Regions from separate parts of the Zea mays genome. Here region 2 is linked to region 1. The links are chromatin contacts, called in public Hi-C maps. All regions are on one chromosome and are shown on one strand. Each heading gives the region's core, a stretch centred on a gene start, on an enhancer-like site or on the middle of the called end of the contact. The rest is flanking DNA. Distances are from core to core; before and after follow the strand shown.

Region 1 (5,842 bases), core at 1,644-4,143:
GCTCCCTTAAGATGCAAACAAAGGTAAAAGAAGTATATCAACACATATTCAAGGTACCCATCCAAATTAACTATCTGATTCATCGGTATTTTTGTCACTACAGTACTACACGTAGTTTTAGTTTGTATAATAATTGTATAGAACTGAAACACTTTCTCCTCATTCTCTGCAGTGCTGAATTATTTCTTGATAATGTGAAAAACTGCCTTAAACCCAAATACTCCTCTAACAAGAATAACTAGTTTGTGCAAAGAAATTATTAATAGACTCGCTCTTTATTTTAGGATATAAATGTAATCTTATTACAATAGATGACCATATGTCAGTTAATTTCTTCAGAATTGATGTAACTTGAAATGTTGAACATGTCTAAACATGTAAAATATTCTCACCGATAATTGTTTGTGTGCTTCAGGAGGCAGCTGATAGTTCTCAGCAGGAGTTATAATGACAGCACGATCAACAATTGTTGCCCCCTGTTGACAAGCAATCAAATTATTGATAGTCGTATATTAGACAAAAAAAGATGAGATGAAATAGTATCAAACAGAAAGTTAAGCTGTCTAAGTGCAACAGAAAGAACTAAATCCGTAAGCTAAGAAATGAGTTGCAGGAACTTGAACATACCGAGAGAAGAACAGCAGTGTCTGCTCCCTGTGAGTCTTTAAATGTGACATAAGCAAGCTGTGACCATTCAGATTCACTGATGAAAACAGAAGCAAATATTCAATATTTAAGAAACCTTACGCCAGTATTCTAATGCATATACAACAAGTTTAAGTGCTGTCAATTACCTTTGCATTTCAACATATTCTATATCCCCAGAGAAACTAAAGAACTCTGTGAGCTCTCTTTTCAAAACATTTAATGAAAGGTTGCTAACTTTTACCGTTTTCACCTGAAAGAAAAGATGAACAGATCAGATTAAATCTTTGGCTTAATAGGACCTACTCCCTGTATCCTGAAATACAAAGTATTTTAAGAATTCTAGGACATATTTATGTGGTAAAACAAATGACGCATGTAACCCTTCGAGATCACCTTTATTTGGGTTGGTGATAGGCATTAATAGTAGGTATGCATGTAAATGTTGCCCTTTCAGGATTAGTTCACTTAGAATCCCATATAATTTGGGATAAATATTGAATGGTCGGGTATCTTGTATTCTAGTAGGACATGAATAGGTACATGGCAGTAAAAAAGCTATCATGATTGTGGTGATTACACATCACTGAATTAGGGGACATTAAAATCAACACATTTCAGGCAGAAAGTGAGAAAAAAAATCAAAAGTTCTAACTGACATAAGTACAAACTGAAGGCAGCTGTCAGACAGAAGAGGATGATTTACTGAAACTGAAAGGTGTCTACTGTAAGCTGTAACTGTTATTGACAGTAGCTCATTAGGGTAAACACTACCACGAATATAGCTACGCAGAGTCAGCTTGGAGGGCACTAGACTATTGGGGACACTTGCACATGGGATTAATTCTTCTTCATTGCTTGATTTCAAATTAGCACTGTTAGGATCAATATCAAGCTGTTAGTTCATCGTTTGATATGGATCCAGTCTTAATGTCTTATTATTATGTTGGGTCTTAGTAACCAGGTTCCCAGATCTGATCGAGGAACGGGAACATGGTACACAGTATGGTACTAAAACTAGGTTTTAACACTACGGGGACGATATTATTCTCACGTTCCCAAAACGGAACGAACGTCGTCACATTACCAGGACCACCAGAGGAATTAACAGTAGTATTCATTAGCCTGAAACATAAACCCCAAAAAAGGCACATAGAAAGGATTGAACAAAACAGCAAGGATTGTGCAAGTGAATGAGTGCATCTCAATGGAGCCGTGGCCCATGGAAATGCAGAAATCTGCAGTTTAGTATTCGCAGCCATTGCAGGCATCATCGATTGCTAACCCTGGCGCGAAATTTGACAGGAAGCATGCCCAACGAACCTGAAGATTGGATCTAGTGATCTAATCGCCTCTTATCAAGACGGGGCTGTCAATTCGAGTTAATGACAAGCATAGTAACTTGTACTAGCAGTAGAGAACAGCAGGCATCCAATTTGGGAGACATGGACCTGAAAGGAAAATGGGAAAAAAGGTGCAGCCAAATAGCCAATCGACATGTCCTCAACCAAGCACACCATGCCACCAAACTACAGAATCCAACGACAAACACACGAAACCGCGGGTGGACTCAATTTGCGCCCAGAGTTTCCTAGCAGCGGCGGCAGGCTTCCGGAGGAACGGCGCGCACGCATGATGCACGAAATGTCCAAATCCACCAGAAAATCTGCAACCACCGTCCATACGGGAGCAATGCAGTCGCGGCAGAATGCCTATCCCACTAGCAGCGACTCCCAATCCAAACCAAGCAAAACCTCCTCGGAAACGCCTCCGGTTGCTAATCGCCTAAGCCTGCCCTGAGCCCACGGCCGACCACGTCGAGTACAGCCGCCGCCACGGAGCAGCAGAAGCCAGAGAGGGTCGCAGGAGGCGGTGCTCACCTCCATCCTCCCGGCCCGGGGGACGGGATCTCGCGGCGGGGTTTCCGAGGCGGGCGGCGAGCCAGGTGGCTGGAAGCGAGCCGAGCACGTCGTCGCGAGGAGGTGGGTGGGAGTCCGCCCGTCCGCCGGCCTGGGGTTGTGGGGATTTGCGCCGTGTCGGCGAGCGGAAGAAAGAGGACGACTTTGCGGGGCGCGTGTTTTTATTTTCGTTTACGAGGCGCGTGAGGTGTAAGACCAACCGGCAGGTTGGCTATGGTTCCGGCCGCGACCGCCCGTTGGAATGCCACGGGTACTACTACGCCACTGGTGGTGGTTCTCGCAGGCTCGCAGCTGTGTTGTGTAGCCACGGCTGCGGGCGCCGGGCGAAAGCTCCGGCTGCACGAAGCGTTTCGGCGGCGGTGGGAGCGATGCCATTTGGTGGTTCAGTGGGCACACAAACGGAGCTTTGAAAATTTTCACGAGAGAAACCACTACAGTAAAGAAGCTCTTTCTATATTATAAATATATACAGTAAAAATCTTAGGAATGACTCTAGCAGGAGGGGCTTAGAGCAACTCCAATAGTTCTCTAATAGACTTCCTAAATCAACAATTTAAGTAGTTAACACAAAAACTCATATCCAACAGTTTTCTAAATGAACTTTCTAAATTTAACAACTTCTCATCTAACCTTATTTCCTCTCTACATTTGGCAACCATTTAGCAACCCCCTTGTCGGGGACCATAATTAGGGGTACCCTCAAGACGCCTAATTCTCAGCTGGTAACCCCCATCGGCATAAAGTTGCAGAGGTCTGATGGGTGCGATTAAGTCAGGGATCAGTCCGTACGAGCGACTCGATCACGCCTCGCCCGAGCCTAGCCTCGGGCAAGGGCAGCCGACCCCGAGGGATTTCCGTCTCGCCCGAGGCCCCCCTTTAACGGCGGACACATCTCCGGCTCGCCCGAGGCCTTGCCTTCGCTAAGAAGCAACCCTGACTAAATCGCCGCACCGACCGACCGAGTCGCAGGAGCATTTAACGCAAAGGTGGCCTGACACCTTTATCCTGACGCGCGCCCCCCGGCAGAGCCGAAGTGACCGCCGTCACTTCGCTGCTCCACTGACCGGTCTGACAGAAGGACAGCGCCGCCTGCGCCACTCCGACTGCAGTGCCACTTGACAAAGTGAGACTGATAGGCAGTCAGGCCTTGCCAAAGGCGCCATAGGAAACTCCGCTCCGCCCGACCCAGGGCTCAGACTCGGGCTAAGCCCCGGAAGACGGCGAACTCCGCTCCGCCCGACCCAGGGCTCGAACTCGGGCTAAGCCCCGAAAGACGGCGAACTCCGCTCCGCCCGACCCAGGGCTCGGACACGGGCTAGGCCCCGGAAGACGGCGAACTCCGCTCCGCCCGACCCAGGGCTCGGACTCGGGCTAGGCCCCGGAAGACGGCGAACTTCGCTCCGCCCGACCCAGGACTCGGACACGGGCTAAGCCCCGGAAGACGGCGAACTCCGCTCCGCCCGACCCAGGGCTCGGACTCGGGCTAGGCCCCGGAAGACGGCGAACTCCGCTCCGCCCGACCCAGGGCTCGGACACGGGCTAAGCCCCGGAAGACGGCGAACTCCGCTTCGCCCGACCCAGGGCTCGGACTCGGGCTCAGCCCCAGAAGACGACGAACTCCGCTTCGCCCGACCCCAGGGCTCGGACTCCGCCCAGGCCTCTGTCGAACAATCTCCGCCTCGCCCGACCCAGGGGCTCGGGCTCGGGCTCGGCCTCGGCCATGGAAGACAGACTCGACCTCGGCTTCGGAGGAGCCTCCACGTCGCCCGACCTAGGGCACAGGCCCGCCACGTCAACAGGAAGCACCATCATCACCCTGCCCCGAGCCGACTCGGGCCACAGAGAACAAGACCGGTGTCCCATCTGGCTCGCTCCGCCAGATAGGCAATGATGGTGCCCCGCTAGCCCTGTGACAACGGCGGCTCTCAGCTCCCTTACGGAAGCAGGGGGACGTCAGCAAGGACTCAACCGCTCCGACAGCTGTCCCTCCGCCAGGCTCTGTTGCTCCTCCGACAGCCACGACATCACACCAGCAGGGTGTCAAGATCTCTCCGGCTGCCACATTGGCATGTACTTAGGGCGCTAGCTCTCCCTCCGCTAGACACGTAGCACTCCGCTACATCCCCATTGTACACTTGGATCCTCTCCTTACGCCTATAAAAGGAAGGACCAGGGCCTTCTTAGAGAAGGTTGGCCGCGCGGGGACGAGGACGGGACATGCGCTCTCTTGTGGTCGCTCGCTTCCCTCACCCGCGTGGACGCTTGTAACCCCCTACTGCAAGCGCACCCGACCTGGGCGCGGGACGAACACGAAGGCCACGGGATTTCCACCTCTCTCACGCCAGTCTCCGGCCACCTCGCTTTCCCCCCTTCGCGCTCGCCCACGCGCTCGACCCATCTGGGATGGGGCATGCGTCACACTCACTCGTCGGCTTAGGGACCCCCCGGTCTCGAAACGTCGACAGTTGGCGCGCCAGGTAGGGGCCTGCTGCGTGCTGACGAACAGCTTCCCGTCAAGCTCCAGATGGGCAGTCTCCAGCAACCTCTCCGGCCCGGGACGGTGCTCCGTTTCGGGAGTCTTGAGTTCATGTCCTTCGACGGCAGCTACGACATGATACTCCTTCCACCGCCGCGCGACAACGACAATGGCGACCGACAACCCGCCCGCCGGCGGCGGAATCGACGACATCTTCCCCGCGTGGTGGAAGAACGACATTCGAGCTCGCCCCGTCCTCTCCCCCGCCAACGGAGGAGGAGGCGGGGCAACCGAGGCCAAGCGGGAGGCCGCGCTTCGTCGGCTGTCGAGCGAATCGACGTCCCCAGCGCCCCAACGGAGGGCACGCTGGGCATCGACCTCGCGTTCGAGACGAAGGCGAGCGCCGTCCCCCCACGACACATCAGTCCCGAGCAGGTGGACGACGTCAGCGCGCTCGCGGAGGGCTTGCAGGACGTCGCCCTCGTACCCAAGACGACGGCGCAACCAGTCCCCGACGTGACTATGTCGCTCCTCGTCGACCAAAAGGTACCGACTGATTCCCATCTTACGTCATTTCGACTCGGCCTCAACCTGCCTGGCGACCTCGCTTTGGCGGGCGCTCTCGTTGAGGCGAGTGCAACCCCTCTGGGGTTTCGTATGCGGTCGCCTTGGGACCGGTTGACGGACGTCTCGACCTACGGGCCCTCTGGGTCCGAGGAAGACGACGATCCCAGCATCTGTTGGGATTTCTCCGGATTTGGCAACCCTAGTGCCATGCGGGACTTTATGACCGCATGTGACT
Region 2 (5,842 bases), core at 887-3,386, 140 kb after region 1:
AACAAAGCACTCCGCTCCAACAGTAAAGCCCCAAATCTAGATTATAGGGCAGCCCACTACGGTGTAGTATATTTGAGGCACTTGAGAGGGTGCCCTATAATTTTTTGACAAAATTTGTTGAATTGAGGCACTGTTGGAGTGATTTTTCCTGTGTAGAGCCCTATATTTCAATTTGAGGCACTAGTTTGAGGCATTGTTGGAGATGCTATAAGAGGCTAATGTAGGCCAGATTCGTGCCCCCGCCCGCCCTCTGCGTACATGCAAGCCTCTGCATACATACAAGCTCCGTCCTCTACGTACATGCAAGCCCAGCCAGCCACACATGCAACGAATGCAACTAAAGCTGCGCATACAACCGTGCATGCAAATGCCACCACTACATGCAAAGCCTGCATGTGCACAAGCGTGAATGCAAAGCCTGCTGCGCATGCGAGTGACTGAGCATGTGTTTGATACCCGGTAGGAATTATATGTTAAAAATAAATGTGCTAATCAGCACATGTGTTTGAACAGTTTCAAGGAACTAAACGGTAAAAATAAGATAAAATATATGTAAATAGGATTTGAACCATGATTATTTGCTTTAAACTCATATTCACATCCACCTAGCCACTAGAACACACACATTTTTTTTATTTTAAACTCTATACTCAAATATAATATAGAGACTTATGAAAAATAGGGGAAAAATAAAACCGGGTCATGATCAGGCCAACCATGATACTTTTTTACGTGAATTTGCTACCTTGATGATCTATATAGTTTTCAATGCATTTAATATCAGATATAACTATGACAACTACTTTTTAGTCGTTTTGGACCGAAAAATATAGATTGGTCAAGTCGTTTAGTAAAGCAACATATCACACATACTTGCAAATTGTTTCCACATCTTAATGAAATATATATCCGTATACAAATTAGCAAGTCAATTTTTAGAATAGTTCGTAGCCATCGGTTCAGAACTTTATGCGAAAGAATGTTGGCTCTACGTCTGCTTATGCGAAAGAATGTTGTCTCTTCCCTTTCCTATAGGAGGGTGAAATAAGTTTTACCAGCAGCGTCGTACCGGAGGTGCCAGTAGCCTTAGTGTACCAGTCGCTCCTCAAAATGGACTCACTGGCAGCAAAATATTCTCTAACGAGTTGACTCGCGTGCTCGACTGGGATTGTACTTTGTCTCTTCTGTCAACTGAGCTATGGTGAATTCTATCGACATCAACGTTAGCACGATGGTTCGCCCAACTGAGCATGTCCCCGGTCCACAAAACTATGTTGTTGAGAACCTCACATGTAGATTCATATTAGTTAACAATTTGCTTAAACAAACTAACACAATTGTTTGATCTATGCAGAAGATGGCACTAATTGTTTGATCTAAATGTTGCGAGATGCTCTCCAATAAAATTTACATGGTTGCCTCATGGTTTATGTAAGGAACCCGTGAATTTGAATGCGTACAGCTTCAGTTGCTCTGACTGCTTTTAGAGAATTCGTCTTTAGATGAGTTGAATATTGTTATATTACTTGTCTTTATGTAGTAATGTAGAAATCATGCCACAACATAAGAGGTCCATATTTGAGTGCTAAAATAATTTTGATAATCACAACTCACCATCCTCTTTCAATAGGCTTAGGATCTCCTTTTTATATTTTTCACCCTACAATGAAAAAATGTTATATGGAGGCCATGGTATATCATCATATCATGTATTATGAACTTAGGATTTGCCTATTTCAATTAACAATGGTATTGAGCCAATTTTGGTTGTTCGAAATGGTAGATTTCGATGTTTGTTATGATTGCTGAGTTGATTATTGATAGCATCACTAAATAGTGACATATGCTTGCACAAGTGTCCCCCGTTGCAACGCACGTGTATATACCTAGTAGTAATATATAAATGTAGTTTACATATATGTCTATATATATTATTATTTGAATGAATGTGAACGAAAATGTGAATTAGAAAAAACTATATTTTATAACGGATGAAGTATAATATACACTGAAGTATTATCATTAATTAACTAAAACGAACGAATTTTAATTTGGGATAGAGTCGGGAAACAAAAAGAAAACGATTAAACAAGCAATTAATAAACCCCGACCGGAAAAGGACATTGTTCTTTTCTGCGCCCCTACTCCACCCGCCGCCTCCGCTCCTCGCCGCCGCGCGGCGCGGCGACGTGCAATCTTAGGGTTCGTGAGAGGGTTCCCGAATCCTCCTTGCCGTGCACCACACCGTCCCCCTCCACCGACGCCGCTGCTTCCCATGTCGCTCCGATCCGGCGGCCGCCAGCTATCTTTCGAGCTTCTCGCGGGCGACCTCACCGCCGACGACCCGGACGACATCTCCCCGCGCTCCCTGCCCGATACATCGTCCGATGGGCAGCGCCGGCGCAGGAGGCGGTCTAAGCGCAAGCGTGGGTTCCGGAGCCCCCCGATCCAGGAGGCGGTTTCGGAGGGGGAGCAGCAGCCGCGCGTGGAGGGCGGCGGCAACTCGGCCGCGGCGTTCAGGGTCCTGGATCTGAAGTCGACTGCGGAGACGGTGTGCGAGAGCTCGGACGCGGAAAGGTCTGCGGCGAGCTGCGTGACCTATGTTGGCGTGGAGCTGAGGCAGAGGAGCGTCTCCGGGGGCGGGAGGGTGGTGGCAGCGTCCGCGGATGATGGGACCAGCAGCTGCGGAAGCAGCACGCGGGAGAGCGCCGCAGCTGCTGCGGCTGTGGCGGATGTGGCAGCCATGGCGTGGCGGCCTGAGGCAAATGGCGGCATGAAGAAGAAGCTGGAGAAGGAGTCGTCGCTGGACTGGGAGAAGTACATGAAGGACAATAACAAAATTCTCGGAGGTTCAGATCTCACTGTTCACTGTAATTCTGCAGAGCCACATGCCTTTTATTGTGATAATTTGATGGTCCTTTCACCACTCCTCGTTCTAGAGAACCCCTGAATTTCTTAGATGGTCTTGCTTCATTTCTGTGATATGAACAAAGTAGAACATGACATGCTGCCTGTGAAGTTTGTTGCATCCTAGAGAATTAGAGCATTAGGCTGGAAAGACGTCACAGTCTGAAATACTAATTGCTGGTCCATTCTTGGCGGATTTTGATATCTGACTAAATTTGGGAGATCTGATCACAAAACAGAATAATGGATTTAGTGGACCAATTTTCATTGCACTGGTAGATTCAAATTGAATTCTGATTTAATACCATGCTATTGTATATTGAGTTAACAAGCCCTAGATATGCATATTCACACATCTATAAACCATTTGCTGTTGCAGAATTTGAGCGCCTTGACAAATCACCATTCAGATACTTTCTTGGGGAACTATATGGTGGCAATTCACTGAGAAGCACAATTGCAGTGGGCAATGAGAAGAAGCGGCAGCGGGTGTACAACACTATGTTTCATGTCCCATGGAGATGTGAACGGGTATGCATCTGCACTTCTAATGGCAATACTTGTGTAAACCTCATGTATGTTATTTGAACTTTCGAGTATTGATGCTGTTCTAGTTTATTATCTTGCTTGGTGTCAGGCATTGCTGGAAAATGGATCCAATATGCAAGAGTTATTCACAATTTGGCATTTTTTAAAAACTAATTTTGCATGTTGATGAAACCAATAACTCATCACATACTTTTGACTGAACAATCATGAACGAATTCTTGTCCTGGTTTGGGTATTGATAGGCAAAAATGTATATTGACTTAAAAAAGGGCAGAATGTGCTGTGATGAACCTCATACTTGGTTATGTGTGCACTTCACATGTTTCAGGAGTAATTATGCACTTGTTTGTGTGATGAGAGAGATGTTTGATAATGATAAAATGCTGCAGCTAATTGTCGCAGGATTCTTCGTCTGCTTGGATTCCTTTCTGTCATTGCTTACAATTATGCCTGCACGAATTGTCGTTACCATCTGGCGGGTGATGAAGACCAGGTGGGTTTGCAGTTTTACTTAAATTAAGTGAAGTATGTTCTATCTTTTAATTATTTGTTGCCTGAAACAAATTTCGACAACTATCGTTTAGCAACATATTAACGGTGCGGAAACATTCTGTGATATATAATTGTAGATTCTGATAGATGTTGTCTTATATGATGTTCACAAAAAGTTATCTCGTAATGATATAATTTTTGTTTAAGATAATTGCACCTAAACATTACTTGTTGAACTAGTCTTAGGGTACCAGTTCTGGCTCTGGTTGGGAGGCTTCTGCTTAAGCTAGTTAACCTTGCTCCGTAAACCTAGTACTCTGTTGCAGTGAAAACTTAATGCACTTTGACCACAACTTTCTGATAAGCTAGGTGCCGTTTGGTTCATATATTTGTAATGTAATGGGTAACGGATAACGTTAAATCATGTTTGTTTTAGTCCAACCGTAATCAGATACCACACTAAAATTTGATACCAGCCTATTCAAATTTGTGTAATCGAGCCGAAACCATTACCATTACCATTTGCGTTACATTTTTTGAACCAAACAGCACCCTAGTTGCTATGGGATGTTTAACCCAACCATGAGAGCTTTAGTACATTTGTGATGTACAAGTATGATTTACTTTTTAGTATATTACTTTTTAGAGAACTTGCATGTGGGAACTTTACAAGTATGGGAACTCACTTCCTAGTTAACATAATCTCAGTTTGAAATGCAGCAGACCAGCAGTAGCTTTCTGAAAGAAGTTGAGCTCCTTGTACAGTACATGATTTACTTTGAGAGGAAATGTGAACCATGGAATAATTGCTATAAACAGAGATAACCTGCTTCGAAGCAATACTTTGCAAAACAAGGCAAAAGTATTTTTTATTTTTATTTTCCAATCAAGTGGCTATTTTATGCTTGGTATCCTCCATTGTCAATATTAGTTTACTGGGTAGATTGGCTTATATACTTATGTTTGTAGCATTTACTATAATAAACTTTAGAGGTGCAAGAAACCACCAGCATTATTTACTGTTTTACATCATTTCCTTTCCTGATGCTCTACTTGTTTGTAGTTGTGTGTTTTCTACCATTGACTTTTTACCAGCTTTATTTTTACAAGGCCACTCTTTCCCATTCAGTCCCTCTTTGGTTGACATATTAGATCATGTAATTATTTATCCAATGTATTTGTGACAGGAAGTTCCGGCGGCCAAATGCTGCTGATTTATCAGATTATGGATGTTTTGTAGTTCTAGCCCTTGGAGTTGCCTCTTTGCAAATGATAGGTCCCCCCCCCCCAACCGTTTTTTGTTGAACAAGTGGCCATCCTACGTATTTGTTAATCGGCCTACGATTGTTTTTTTTTGGTGTCAGATATTAGCTTAATTTACCATGTCATTCGTGGTCAGGGCACAATCAAGCTTTATGTCGTATACAACGTACTAGAGGTGAGTATACTATTTATTTATAGTATATGTTTGTTTATTATTAATACTGTGTGCTTGACCTGTGTTTTTGTTTTAGATCTTTGACAAACTCTGTCAATCATTCGGTGAGGATGTGCTGCAAGTTCTGTTCAACTCAGCTGAGGGGTTGTCAGCATGCTCGACAGATAATGTGACATTTGAACTGATGCGGTTCATTTTGGATGAGGCTATAGCCGTTGTTGCATTTGATATCCTTTTCTGCAGATTGCATCAGTTAATTTTCTTGCTAGTCACTGTAGGTTAAGTTAGTTGAGTTCTAATCTGTCAGTAGTTAATTTCCCTTTAAATGTTAGGTGTAATTTGAATTAGAACTAGATAAGATCATAGACACCTGACTGCCTAATGATAAAGGTCACACACAGATCTGGTGGTGAATCTAGTGATTGCAATAGCAAAATTTTCAATTGAATATACAGT

Evidence for each region. A called contact is a pair of places that touch in the nucleus more often than the background predicts.
Region 2: a contact with region 1 is called in a Hi-C map of leaf, with 6 times the contacts expected there. The contact joins the promoter of LOC100383976 here to the promoter of LOC100274464 in region 1. A contact is called at or near these places in 3 of 25 Hi-C or Micro-C datasets (ear, leaf and tassel).

The regions. Positions count from the first base shown.
Region 1 is chr5:11,040,053-11,045,894 of Zm-B73-REFERENCE-NAM-5.0, forward strand. It overlaps LOC100274464, which reads right to left and starts at 2,894. Exons shown (of 5, transcript NM_001148823.1): 1 at 2,526-2,894; 2 at 795-898; 3 at 628-703; 4 at 393-476; 5 at 1-5. The coding sequence starts at 2,531.
Region 2 is chr5:11,180,664-11,186,505 of Zm-B73-REFERENCE-NAM-5.0, forward strand. It overlaps LOC100383976, which reads left to right and starts at 2,137. Exons shown (of 11, transcript NM_001362236.1): 1 at 2,137-2,849; 2 at 3,287-3,438; 3 at 3,846-3,949; 4 at 5,136-5,224; 5 at 5,313-5,386; 6 at 5,463-5,613. The coding sequence starts at 2,276.